Linked DNA regions of Sus scrofa: all the other regions are linked to region 3. Evidence: chromatin contacts called from public targeted proximity ligation data. All regions are on one chromosome and are shown on one strand. The core of a region is the stretch at or near the end of the contact, and the rest is flanking DNA. Distances in the headings are between cores, read along the strand shown.

The links.
Region 1: a contact with region 3 is called in a targeted proximity ligation map of alveolar macrophages. A contact is called at or near these places in 1 of 47 Hi-C or Micro-C datasets (liver) and 1 of 2 datasets of targeted methods (alveolar macrophages).
Region 2: a targeted proximity ligation map of alveolar macrophages shows a contact between it and region 3. A contact is called at or near these places in 1 of 47 Hi-C or Micro-C datasets (embryonic fibroblasts) and 1 of 2 datasets of targeted methods (alveolar macrophages).
Region 4: a contact with region 3 is called in a targeted proximity ligation map of alveolar macrophages. A contact is called at or near these places in 1 of 47 Hi-C or Micro-C datasets (liver) and 1 of 2 datasets of targeted methods (alveolar macrophages).
Region 5: a contact with region 3 is called in a targeted proximity ligation map of alveolar macrophages. A contact is called at or near these places in 1 of 47 Hi-C or Micro-C datasets (epiblast stem cells) and 1 of 2 datasets of targeted methods (alveolar macrophages).

The regions. Positions count from the first base shown.
Region 1 is chr3:79,624,427-79,627,126 of Sscrofa11.1, reverse strand. No RefSeq gene overlaps it. Among named protein-coding and RNA genes, the nearest start is that of B3GNT2, 78 kb to the left of the region's middle.
Region 2 is chr3:79,588,262-79,590,961 of Sscrofa11.1, reverse strand. All of the region lies in intron 1 of LOC106508312 (a long non-coding RNA gene), which reads left to right. Among named protein-coding and RNA genes, the nearest start is that of B3GNT2, 110 kb to the left of the region's middle.
Region 3 is chr3:79,810,064-79,812,763 of Sscrofa11.1, reverse strand. The region is part of intron 2 of COMMD1 (COMM domain-containing protein 1); the gene reads left to right. Among named protein-coding and RNA genes, the nearest start is that of COMMD1, 100 kb to the left of the region's middle.
Region 4 is chr3:79,664,943-79,667,642 of Sscrofa11.1, reverse strand. No RefSeq gene overlaps it. Among named protein-coding and RNA genes, the nearest start is that of B3GNT2, 38 kb to the left of the region's middle.
Region 5 is chr3:79,555,198-79,557,897 of Sscrofa11.1, reverse strand. All of the region lies in intron 1 of LOC106508312 (a long non-coding RNA gene), which reads left to right. Among named protein-coding and RNA genes, the nearest start is that of TMEM17, 140 kb to the right of the region's middle.

The sequences.
Region 1 (2,700 bases), core at 152-2,651, 190 kb after region 3:
CATCATCTGCCTTGCGTCTGTTACTGTTAAGTGTTAAGTTAAGATCTTCCACCCCAAGACCCTATTGGACAAGGACAGATACAGGTTATTGGACAAGGACAGATACAGGTTATTGAACAAGGCCAATGGGAGAAAACCACATGTTTCTGGACCCCATGTTGGTACCCTCCCCACCTTTAAGGAATAAAACCCCCTATAGGACAGTAGAGAAAGGGGGGCTCTTCTCCGCCCCTCCCAGCAGCCCTGGGAGCTATCTGCTTTCCTTTAATAAAAACTTTGCTTGCTTGCTGGAGAAAAAAAAAAAAAAGTACAAGACCTGTGCCTGTCTCTAGGAGCTTACTTCTTCTATTGGAGAAGTCAAATGTTCTTCCAGATCCCTAAAGTGTGAAGAGTGACAAATCATATCTCACCTGGCCCCTCCCACTGGCGCTGGGAGGAAAGAAAGTTTCTGTCTTTTGCTGAGGGTCCCCCTTTCCTCTTCCACCCCACCCCCCCACCCTCATCCTTGGGCTGCAGAGGAACCCCAGGCTTCAACAGGCATTGGTGACTTCTCCTAGTGCCCTCTGTCCACAGCCTCGTCATCTCTCCCAGGCCCATGGCTCCATCTCTTTTGAACTAAGCTAGGATGCAGCTTTGAGGAGCTTCTCAGGCCACCACCCCCGGTGCCACTGTCTCTCATCTTCAAGGCACCACTGCTCCTGGGATGCTGACCCCTCTGAGTCAGGGGACCTGTGCAGGTGGATGACTCTGGCCCCTTTTCCTTCCCTGAACTTTGAGGCATTCCCCTCCTCAGCTACCTCCCAAGCCCTCTGACTAGCTCCTGAACAACTTGATAAAAACAAAGACTCTCCCCTTTGGGCCAGGGGAACCCAAATCCCAGGACTTAAGCCCTGGTTATCCTTTAGGAGGAAGCGGGATACTTTATTTTTTCATTATGAGCCTATAGCCAGCAGAAAACAAGAGACTAAATAAACTAACTGTTCCTCAACCTCGTTGTTCTGTTATACTGCTGCAGGGATCCTGTATAAAAAAAAAAAAAGAAAGAGAGAAGGTGCTGGATGCCCAGTGGAGGATAGATGGCCCAAGACATGCAAGGTCAATGCATGTCATTTGATTATGGTAACCTCGTAAAGGCAGGGCCAGTGGCAAGCAGCCACAGCTCCAGAAACAGGCATCATCTCAGTGCCCTGGCCCTGTGTCTGGCCTGTCTGACTCTAGCCTCTTGCCAGCTGAAATATGTGTGGTTATAGGAGAAAGAGAACTGGGTTGGGTGACAATATGGATGGTTTTGGGACATATGAGCCCAAAGAAATCCCAGCGTTGGGTCTGTACAGGGAGGTAGCCGTATCAGAGAATTGCAAAGTTGGCCTGTAATTCAGAATCCGATGAGGGAAGGCGTGGAACCCCACCCAGCCTCTGGCCACAGACTGAGGGCTAAAGGGAAGCAGGTCTGTTCCTTGTGTGTAACCTCCCACCCCAGGATTTCTAAGAAATGCTTGCTTCTATTTCTTGGTTCTCCTGGGACCAGATGTATAATAATTTGGGTATATTTTAACTTGAAAAGGTAAAAACATCCTTCCAGCTGCATCCTCCTTTTCTTTCAGAGTCAGGATAATGTAGGGGGAGAGCTTGGTTCTGAAAGCAAATGGAAAGTGTTTTGGTTTCTGGAGATTAGAAAAAAAAAAAAAAAAAATTCAAAGAGCCAAGGCCTCCTCTGTAACGTGAAATGGGCTGGGTCCTGCTAAATAATTCAGAGGCTAAACTGAGCCAACAAGGAGCTAGAGCAAATTATCAGATATCCCACACCCTTCTCTTTTTATTGGCTTGCTCACGTCCTGGTTGGCACTTGGTTGGAGAGAAGCAGTCAGTGACAAGTGGAGCGAAACCATTCATTCATTCAATAAAGTGTCCGTGATTTCTTTCTGTATATCAGCAGCTGTGGCTAGAGCTGAGGATACACACCAGGACAAGACATGTCTCTCTGCCTCATATAACTTGGAACCTGTGCCATGGCTCTCAAATGTCAATGCGCATCAGACTCCTCCGGACGACTTGTTAAAATACAGATTGCCAGGCCCCATCCCAGGAGTTTCCAGTTCAGTAGGTCTGGGGTGGCCTGAGAATCTGTACTCCTAACAAGTTCCCAGGTGATGCTGATCTGCTGGTCCTAGGACCACACTTTGAGAACGCTTGGTCCAGGTAACCATCTCACACCACCATTTTTACCTCTTGGTACAACCTGGCTCACTCAGGTGAACTGGAGGAGATGTGGAGCCCTGGCCCAGGTTGTTGACAGTCTGAGGTTACCTGTCTGGGAGCTGCGGCCATCCCAGGTTCCACAATGAAGGGAGTCGGTCTCTCTCTCTCTCTTTTTTTTTTTTTGGCTGCCCTGTGCCATATGGAATTCCTGGCCAGAGATCAGATTCAGATTCAAGCTGCAGTTGCAACATACGCTGCAGCTGCAGATCCCTTAACCGACTGTGCTAGGGCCGGGGATAGAACCTATGTCCTGAAACTGCAGAGATACCACCAATCCTTTGTGCCACAGCGGGAACTCTGGGAGTCCATATCTTAAGGCACAGTGTCCTCTAGGCACCAACCCCGAGGTGGAGCGATTGCAGCTTTGAGGGACCGTCTTTGGACTCCTCTTTGGAAATGAAGGCCTTATTTTACCCCTGGCCTAGTGCAAGCCCATAACTC
Region 2 (2,700 bases), core at 107-2,606, 220 kb after region 3:
CCGGAACTTTCATATGCCATGGGTGTGGCCCTAAAAAGGTGGGGGTGGGGGAGAAGGACACCAAGAAGTATAGGTATGCCCAGAAGGGAATAAGACCGAAATGACTATTTGGCAAAGCACTGATTACCACGTACAAATGACCTCATAGGTTTTCTTAGCAATCCAATGATGCAAAGAGTTGTGGAATTACCCTCATTTTCCAGAAGCAGTGGAGGAGGCAGCAGTAGCAGGAGAGCTTATTATATAGTCTGTGAATCACATCTCAGTGAAGCTGTTATTAAAAAATGAAAGGTTGGTGAAAGAAGGGGATGGTGGTGTATGACTTAGAGGGAAAATAAACCCTCTCTTTTACAAGGTTGGTCAATATACAGGCACCCTAGAGCTCCCACCCTGAACTCAAGAGAGGGAGAGGGGATAATGCAGGGGCTCTTAACTTGGTGTCCGTAGATAGAGGGGGGTGGTTCACAGTCTCATCCCAGAACTGCTGGCAAAATACATGTGTGTAGATGTTCAGAGCCACAGTTTGTACCAGCTTCCCAAAGACGTCTATGACCCCCAAAGCTTAATGGAAGGAATAATGGATCAGGAGTCAAGAACTGAGTCCTGGAGTTCCCATCGTGGCGCAGTGGTTAACAAATCTGACTAGGAACCATGAGGTTTCGGGTTCGATCCCTGGCCTCGCTCAGTGGGTTAAGGATCCAGTGTTGCTGTGAGCTGTGATGTAGGTCACAGATGTGGCTCGGATCTGGTGTTGCTGTGGCTCTGGTGTAGGCCGGCAGCTACAGCTCTGATTAGACTCCAAGCCTGGGAACTTCCATATGCTATGGGTGTGGCCCTAAAAAGACAAAAGACAAAAGACAAAAAACAAACAAACAATGGAGTCCTAACCCTCTTAACTAGCTGAGCAAACTTGGAAATTTATCTTCTTTATTTATTTATAAAATGAGAGTTGGGACTCATTGATATTGGTGCTTTCTGCCAGCTGGATACTTTGTGGACAAGCAGATCTGAGTTGCCATCTGGCTGTACCTTTTAATGATCGCATGCCCTTATGCCAGTTCTAGAACTTGCTCACACATCTGTCAAAGGTGAATACGGTTGCAGGCTTCTCAGAAGGATTGGGGACCGTGAGCATAGAAGACCTGGACATTACTATTAAATGATGCTTCCTGTGAATCTATGTCTGGTGTAAGTCCTGCTGAGCATTCAGTATTTTCAGTGAGTAATCATGGTCTGCCAGGAATTCAAGTTGTACTAAATCCAGATGCCTTGCCCTTGAGCGGATCCTGCTGTAGAAAGGAAGTCTGGGTGGAAGCCTTGCCCCGACTCATTCATGTACATGCCGTACCTGACTCATGCCTTGCCTGGGCTCCCCAGCAGGGCCAGCTCCTGCCCCTGCTTGCTTCTCTAGGCAGGTCCTGAGTCATCCTGGGCTAAGTCATGACTTGGACTGATGGCCTCCCCAAAAGGCTGAACCTACCAAAAGCACCTGATGGAACCACAAAACCACCCCCTTGGCCTTCCCAACTTTCTTCACTGGCCGTGTCCCATGTTATTGCTATTACAGCCATCATACCCCAGTTGACTCACTCCTTCCTGCTGTAGCTAGGGCAGGAGTTACTGCTCCTAGTTTAGTCTTGAGGTGTCTGAAGCCCAGAAAAGCAGGGCAACCTATTCAAGAAACATACTGAGCTGGCGGCAGCACTGGGTCAGGCTCCTGTCTCCTGGTTGCTCGTTGCCTCCTTGCATAATATCATGGTACTAGTTTTCTGTTGCTTTTATAACAACGTATAAAAGCAAATTATAAGCCACAAATTCAGTGGCTTAAAACAACATGAATTAATTAAAACAGCAATGAGATAAACAATGAGATATCATCACACACCTATTAGAAGGGCCAAAATCTGAAACTCTGACAACAGCAAATGCAGGTGAGGATATGAAGCAGCAGGAACTCTTACTCATTGTTAGCAGGAATACAAAATAGTATAGCTACTTTGGAAGATGGTTTGGCAGCTTCTGAGAAAACTAGATATGCCCTTACCATATGATCCAGCTGTTACACTCCTTGGTATTCACCCAAAGGAGGTGAAAACTTAGGCCCACACAAACATCTGCACACAGATGTTTATAGCAGCTTTATTCATAACTGCCTAATCTTGGAAGCAACCAAGATGTCCTCAGTAGATGAACAGATAAATAAAATGTGATACATCCAGACAATGGACTATTTTTTTTTTTTTTTTTTTTTGTCTTTTTTGCCTTTTCTAGGGCCGCTCCCACGGCATATGGAGGTTCCCAGGCTAGGGGTCGAATCAGAGCTGTAGCCACTGGCCTATGCCAGAGCCACAACAACTTGGGATCTGAGCCGTGTCTGCAACCCACACCACAGCTCGCAGCAACGTCCGATCGTTAACCCACTGAGCAAGGGCAGGGACCGAACCCGCAACCTCATGGTTTCTAGTCAGATTCCCTAACCACTGTGCCATGATGGGAACTCTGACAATGGACTATTATTGGGCACTAAAAGGAAATGAGCTTTCAAGCCATAAGAAGCAAGGGAAGGACCTTAAATGTATATTACTAAGTGAAAGAAGCAAATCAGAAAAGCTACATATAATTCCAACACTATCATGTTATGGAAAAGGAAATTGCAAAATTATGGGGACAGTGAAAAGATAAAGTGGTTCCCAGAGGGTT
Region 3 (2,700 bases), core at 79-2,578:
CAATCAAAAGGAATCTCTTCACTGTCATGTTTTTCTTATTGTTTTAGTTGGGATTAAGTTCAGCTGTCAGTTACAGATGTCCAAGTTAACAAAGACTAAAAATATAATATTTATATTATAGATATTTATAATATATCTATTAAGATATAAAAAAGGATTTTATTTCTCTTTTATAAGTGAAAGTCCAGAGGCTCTGTTCCACACAGTCGTCAGAGTTCCAGACTTTTCTATCAGATCACTCCATTGTTTCTTGGGTATAATCCTGTTACTCATGTCCCAAGAGGCCATTATATCCACATCTCAGATAACAGGTTGCAGGAAAGGGTCAAAGAAGAAAGGAGCAAAGATTATGTGTCTCCTATCTTGTAAGGAAGATTCCTTGAAGCTGCCACAACAGTTCTTACACATTGATTAGAGCTAAGTCATATGGACAGACTTAGCTGCAAGGAAGAGAAAGACTTGTTTTTATTCGGAGTGGTTACATGTCCATTTTACTACTGTGGAAGAAGGGACAATGGATATTGAGGTATAGATGGCAGTCTCTCACACTCACCGTGACTTCTGGTTCCTCTACTGTCATTGAGTAGATTTCAACACAGTTTAATTCCAACTTTAGTATGGTGTCTTTGGGATGTTGTTGATAAGAACTTTGGTGACAATAGACTAAGATTAGGGGGAAAACGGAACTGACATCGGCTATGTGTTAGTGTATTCACACAGATCTTCTCTTTGAATTTCCATGTATCATTACAGTTTATTCTCTTACTAATCTCTGAAGTTTCTTTGTCATTTGGTCCAAAGAAAAGATCTTTGTGGAAGATCCTTCCAGTCTTCAAAGATGTGTAAAACCTGGATTGATTTTAAAAAGTGTCATTCTCAGAGTTCCTGTAGTGGCGCAGTGGTTAACGAATCCAACCAAGAACCATGCCGTTGTGGGTTTGATCCCTGGCCTTGCTCAGTGGGTTAAGGATCCGGTGTTGCCATGAGCTGTGGTGTGGGTCACAGACTCGGCTCAGATCCCGCATGGCTGTGGCTGTGGCATAGCCTTTGACACCTAGCCTGGGAACCTCCATATGCTGTGGGAGCGGCCCCAGAAAAAAAAGGCAAAACGACCAAAAAAAAAAAAAAAAGTGTCATTCTCAATATCTTTTATAATTCTGATGCCTACCTAACCTCCTTAGAAAGGTATATGCTCCAGACTGCTCAGAATATTAAAAAAATGAGTCACAAAATAATGAGAGGAAGATAAATGTGGGAGCACTTACAGGGAAAAAAATGATACAGCATTAAAAGTCTTCTTAGTAATGCAGGGCATTTAAGGCAGGATATTACTCATAGCAACAGAACATGGAACCATTAGAAGTTGGGACCTCTGGAAAGGAAATGAAGACCAAGATAAGCTATTGAGAAATAATTTCTTCACATATATATAATTTTTTTTGGCTGCACCCACAGCATGTGGAAGTTCTAGGCCAGGGATCAAACCTGTGGGGGGCAGTTGCTACCTAAGCTACAGCTGCAGCAACACCGGATCTTTAGCCCACTGCACCATACAGGAGCTTCCTGTTCCTATATTTTGGAAGGGACTTGTCTTGCTTTTTTGTTGTTGTTTTTGTTTGTTTGTTTTTTGTGTTTTTTTGTCTTGCTTTTTGTGTCAAATTTTTATTAATGGATTTTGTATAATGAAAGGAAATGGAAGATGCTTCCACCTTGCTTTTCCAGTGGATGAAATATTCTCAACTATTCATGATCCAAATACACATTTGAGACTACTGAACTGAGTTCTAAGATTGAAACTGTAAAAAATAAAAATAAAAAGAATAGACAGGGCCTGTGCCTTCTTTTTGCTTGTCTGGATGAGCCCAGTGTATTCCTGTGGGATTGACTTACCTCAGAAAATGGATTTCAGGGATAACTAAAATGGTTGGCTCGGCCATAATGTAGTCCAGCAGGACATCTGAAAACACATTTGACCAAATTCTGAGGAACAATGGGTATGTCCATGGGTATCACATTGATGTCATACCCTTTACCCCCGAGAAAAGAGCTTTTTGTGAATGAGGTATTATAGTTGTCATATTTTTTGTTATATTTAAATTTGTGCGTTTAAAATGAGGACTGGAAAACTAAGAATTTTAGTGTTCTTTATTAAATTGCAGATGTTTTAGAAGTAATTCTAACAAGCCAAAAGGCACATTTTCTACTCATGGAGCACTTTTCAGATATTTGAAGGTACTTTAAATATCATTTTTGTATGCAGGAATTTAAAAGAATTTAAGTAACTTTCCTAAGACAATGTAGAACTATTATACTTGAGAAAAAAGTAAAACACATTATAACTTTTTTAAAAATATGAGGAGTTACTCTTGTGGCTCAGAGTTTAACAAATCTGACTGGCATCCGTGAGGATACAGGTTCCATCCCTGGCCTCACTCAGTGGGTTAAGGATCGTGAGCTGTGGTGTAGTTTGCAGACACAGCTCAGATGGATCCCGTGTTGCTCTGGCCCTGGCGTAGGCTGGTGGCTACAGCTCTGATTGCATCCCTAGCCTGGGAACTTACGTAAACCGCTGGTGCAGCCCTGGAAAGACAGAAAGACCAATAAAAAGAGAGAGAGCCAAGAGAGAGGAACTTGTGGGACTAGTGGACATTTTACCCAAATTCTAAGAAACCTGATTCTGTGTATCATGAATGGGGTAGA
Region 4 (2,700 bases), core at 68-2,567, 150 kb after region 3:
AAAATATTATCCTACCCTTGGTTGGGGTTCTTCCAGAAACAGACCTTAAGAGGCGGATTCTAGGAGTTCCCTTGTGGCACAGCTTGTTAAAGTTCTGGTGTTGTCACTGCAGCAGCTTGGGGTTCACTCCCTGGCCAGAGAACTTTCACATGCAGAGGCACAGACCAAAAAAAAAAAAAAAAAAAAAAAGGAAGGGTTCCCTTTGTGACTCAGTGGTTAACAAATCCAACTAGGATCCATGAGGATGTAGGTTGGATCCCTGGCCTCACTCCTTGGATTAAGGATCCAACATTGCCATTATCTGTGGTGTAGGTCGCAGACACGGCTCGGATCTTACATTGCTGGCATAGGCCAGCAGCTGTCGCTCAGATTTGACCCCTAGCCTGGGAGCTTCCATATGCTGTGGGTGCGGCCCTAAAATAGCAAAGAAAAAAAAGGAAAGAATATTAGTATCAAGGGACAGTTTCTTTTTTGTTGGGATCAGAGCACTCTGATTCTAGTGCAAGAGGGTCCATAGTCCATGGCAAAATGATGCGAGGAAGGAGGGCAGCCAGTAGAAGTGTGTGCTAAGCCACCTGGAACTGGATTTCAGGTCAAGAAAGAATATTAAGGAAGTTCTCTTTGTGGTTCAGCAGTTAACAATCCCGACTAGTATCCATGAGGATGTGGGTTTGATCCCTGCCCTCTCTCAGTGGGTTAAGGATCCAGCGTTGCTGTTAGTTGTGGTGTAGGTCGCAGACAAGGCTTGGATCCTGCATTGCTGTGGCTCTGGCGTAGACCGGCGGATACAGCTCTGATCTGACCCCTGGCCTGGGAACCTCCGTGTGCCCTGGGTACGGCCCTAAAATAGCAAAAGCAAAAAAGGAAAGAATATTAATATCAAGGGGCAATTTCTTTTTTTTGTTGGGATCAGAGCCCTCCCTGCCTTGCCTTGACCTTGCTAATACCCACCCTGTTCAGCCTCAAGCACCCTGACCCTCCTCTGACCGCCTTGGAGTGAGGCCTCTCCTTCCCTCCCTTGTTTGTCTTTATTTTCGTGATGACAACTGGCGCTGGCCTGAAAGGGCCTGGGACAGAGCTGTCTCCCCCTCTGTATAGCTCAGCAGCTGAAGCTACTGAGGGGCGGGGTGGGGGTGGGGATGGCCCAGGCTAGAGGGCCCTCGGGCTTTTTCACAGACACTCAACGCTGCCCAGGCCAGTAGCCCTTCAGCTGCCAAAATTTCCTGAGTGGGTAGGAAGAGGCCAGGCCTTCCCAGCTCAGTCTGGCCCCACCCAGCTTCTCCCCGGGCCCCAGAGAAAGGCCTGGCTCTCACTTCCTTTGAATCACTGGACTTTTCCTCCTCGTGTTCAAGGCTTCAAGGGACTGGGCTCAGAATGCCTTTTCCTACTTGTCCTACTTCATTGCAAAATGAGACAGAGTCATGGGTTGTTAACTAATCATTAGGTAATTTATTTCCCGTCTGTGGGTAGAGAGGAGAATGGAAACAGAGAACTTTGTTGGCACATCGAAGAGTTAGCCGGGGGCCAGGTTGGAGGAGCCTAGCAGGAAACCTAACCATGCAGAGCCCCAGGGTCAGACGACAGGTTTCAGGATCCAAAACAGTGACAAGGCTCAAGTCCTGTCTGTCCTTCCCGTTGGAACCTGGGGGCCCCCCCGCACACCTGGAGCCTCTGATCCGCTCTTGCCCTCCTGGCTGGGAGAGGCCAAGGGAGAAAAGAGAGGCCAAGGGAGAAAAGCCAGAAAACGATCACGCATGGGCAACCCAAGCCTCCTCACGAGCAATAATCTCACATGGATTTTTCTGCTTGTGGGATGTGAGACATGAGCGGTGGACATTGAGGGGCGAAGTTGTTGGGCTTAAAGCTGGTGGGAAATGCCTTTATTTATTTGATTGCAAAAGCCTCCCCGAGTGAGTCACTGTGGAAAGAATGAAGAAGGAGGGGTTGTGATGCCTGGTCGGGAAAGCTGGAGAACCTTCTCACTCATGGAGTCCTGCTGGATGGAAGAAGACGAACGGGATGAACAGAAGATGCAGGACAAACCCAGGGAGAGCCCGCTGGCCCGAGAGGCAGGGGAGGAGCACTTCACAGCCTGTCTTGCTGGTCCCACCTCCAGAAATTGTACAAGTGCTTATTAGAAGGAGCTGGCACCGCCCTGCAGCTGAGTACCTGCTCAACATAGGGGCTGTCCTAGCATTTACACCCTCCAGATTTTTTTTCTTTCGTACCTGAGAATTTTTTGGGTTGTTTTAAGAATCAGTACACGGGCATTTCAGTTTGTACACAATCTTACTATATGCAACCCAAATCTAAAACCTCATATAGTTGTTCTGGTGACTTTCCAGCTTCAAATTTGGAGGCCACTTTTCCTTAACAGGATATCAAGTACCAGTACCTTCAGATACTGATCTGCTGTTATATGTCCCATGAATTCACAAGTTAATATCATATACATGACATCCTCAAATCTTCCGTCATTCACAACACATTAACAAAGTTACTAGGAAAACTGGACTACGAGACCAAAGATGTTACCGAGTGCACAAAACTCTGAGCCGGGGAGCCAAGATTAAGGAGTGGTTTGCCTTAGGAAACAATGGTACCAGAAACAACACGGGAAGAGAACTAAGTAATTAAAGTGTTCAAGACATTAAGTGAACAACTGATTTCCAAATTGCCATTTAGTATGTTTTGTGTTTT
Region 5 (2,700 bases), core at 183-2,682, 250 kb after region 3:
AATTGGGCCCCCACCCACTTTTTGGCCTTTCGTGGTCAGCCTGGGAACTGTGTGGCACCTGTGGGTGTGTCATCTAATTGTTACTATATTACAACGAGCATAAAATGAGGCTCAAGGTTTACTGGAAGTTAAATCTTCTGCCATTATTGGTTCTAACAAGTTTATGTTGTATCCTCAACAGCTATGTCATTTTTCCCTCCCCCCCACCTTTTTTTGTCTTTTTGCCTTTTCTAGGGCCACTCCCAAGGCATATGGAGGTTCCCAGGCTAGGGGTTGAATCGGAGCTGTAGCCACTGGCCTACTACGGAGCCACAGCAACTCGGGATCCGAGCTGCCTCTGTGACCTACACCATAGCTCACGGCAACACCGGATCCTTAACCCGCTAAGCGAGGCCAGGGATTGAACCCGCAACCTCATGGTTCCTAGTAGGATTCATTAACCACTGCGCCACAACAGGAACTCCTCCCTCCTTTTTTATGGCCAAATTTGCGGCATATGGAAGTTCTGATCTAGGGGTCAAATTAGAGTTGGAGCTGCCGGCCTACGCCACAGCCAAGGCAATGTCAGATCCTTAACCCACTGAGCAAGGCCAGGAATCGAGGCTGCATCCTCGTGGATACTATGCTGTGTTCTTAACCTGTTGAGCCACAACAGGAATTCTGCAGTGTCATTATTTCTTCTTCTTCTTTTTCTTTTTAGGGCCATACCTGCAGCATATGGGGGTTCCCAGGCTAGAGGTCGAATCAGAGCTATAGCTGTGGGCCTATACCATAGCTCATGGCAACACTGGATCCTTAACCCACTGAGTGAACCCAGGGATCGAACCCACAACCTCATGGTCCCTAGTTGGATTTATTTCCACTGCACCATGATGGGAACTCCTGCTATGTCATTTTTTTTTAATGTTATTTTTTTTAAAGGTTGTTCCCTACCCCCTTCCCTCCTGTCTCCTATTAGTTTTGTCTTATTATTGTGTTTGTACTTTCAGTGATAATTTGGAAGGTTTGTGTTTCTTATCTAGTAGTTACCTTTAGGGCCTTGTTAAACAAATAATTTTCAGAAAGAAGCAAGAGCATGACTGTCACGTGAATGGATGCAAGAATGAACACCTTAAAGATTTTATCTTACCCTTTAATTAGCAAGGGAATCAGACAGATGTTACAACTGGTTCAGAGGAAAAGTCCAAGGAATACAAATACAAATGAAATAAGGGGTTGAATTACAAATGGAGACAAAACTGTTTTTCCCCCTGAGTTAAGGAAGTCGAAGGAAACTACCAGACAATACAGATTTGCATACTTCTCATTTACCTACAGTTACAAAGAGGTGTAAAATGGCTCAAAGACAATGAACAGTGCCAGAACTGGACAGTCTGGAGGGTGTGATGCACAGTTTAATATCGAAAGGCAAAACTTCCTCTTCTTTAGTGTTTTTTTTTTTTTTTCGGTCGTGCCTGTAGCATATGGAAGGTCCCAGGCCAGGGATCAGACCTTCACCACAGTTGCAGTCTGAACCACAGCAGTGACAATGCCAGATCCTTCACTCACTGAGCCACTAGGGAACTCCCTCTTACTCTAATCTTAATGTTGTATGATGACCCCCTCCCTTTTTAAGTTTTATTGAAGTACAGTTGATGATAGTTATGTAATAACCCTTGATCCTCTATTTCTTTAGATATTTTTACCATTTCACCCCCAAAACATGAGATATCTATTCATTTATTTGTGTCTTCTTCAATTTCCTTCACAAATATCTTAAGCATTTCAGTGTATAATTCTCTCAACTCTTTGGTTAAATTTATTCCTACTTCATTGTTTTTGCTGCTGATGTAAATAAGATTGTTTCCTTGATTTCTCTTTCAGGTAGTTTGTTAGTGAATAGAAAGGCATTTGATTTCTGCATGTCAATTTTTTTTTTTTTTTTTAGGGCCATACTTGTGGTATATGGAGGTTTCCAGGCTAGGGGTCGAATCAGAGCTGTAGCTACTGGCCTACACCACAGCCACAGCAATGCCAGATCTGAGCCACATCTATGACCTACACCACAGCTCAGGGCAACATTGCATCCTTAACCCACTGAGCGAGGCCAGGAGTTAAACCTGCATCCTCATGGATGCTAGTCAGATTCATTTCTGCTGACCCACAACAGGAACTCCTACTTGTTGATTTTTTTATCCTGCAAGTTTACTGAACTCATTTATTAGTGCTAACAGTTTTTTTTGGTGGAGTCTTTAGGGTTTTCTATATATAAGATTATGTCATATATGTTGAGAGATAATTTTACTTCCTAATTTAGTTTGAATGCATTTTATTTCTTTTCCTTGCCTCATTGCTCCGGCTGTGGCATTCAGTACTATGTTGAATTGAAGTTCTATCAATTTTCTTTATAAGGTGAGCAGGTCATCCTGGCTGTAGAGCTGAGGGCCCCATGTCCTATGAAACTCCTCAGTCTCTGGAAAACCAGGACAGTTGGTCACCCTAATTTTCTTTTATAAGCAATGATGAAATTATTATATTTCCTCTTCCTTCCACTTCCTTTCTCAGGAAGCTCTTTATGTAACAGTGGTACACAACCTTGGCTGCACTTAAAGCTTAAAAATCTTGATGCCTATGCTCCACCCCAATGGATCCTGATTTCATTGATTTGGGCATTTGGAATGTGTAAAAGCTACTCAGATAATTCTAATGTTCAACCATTGG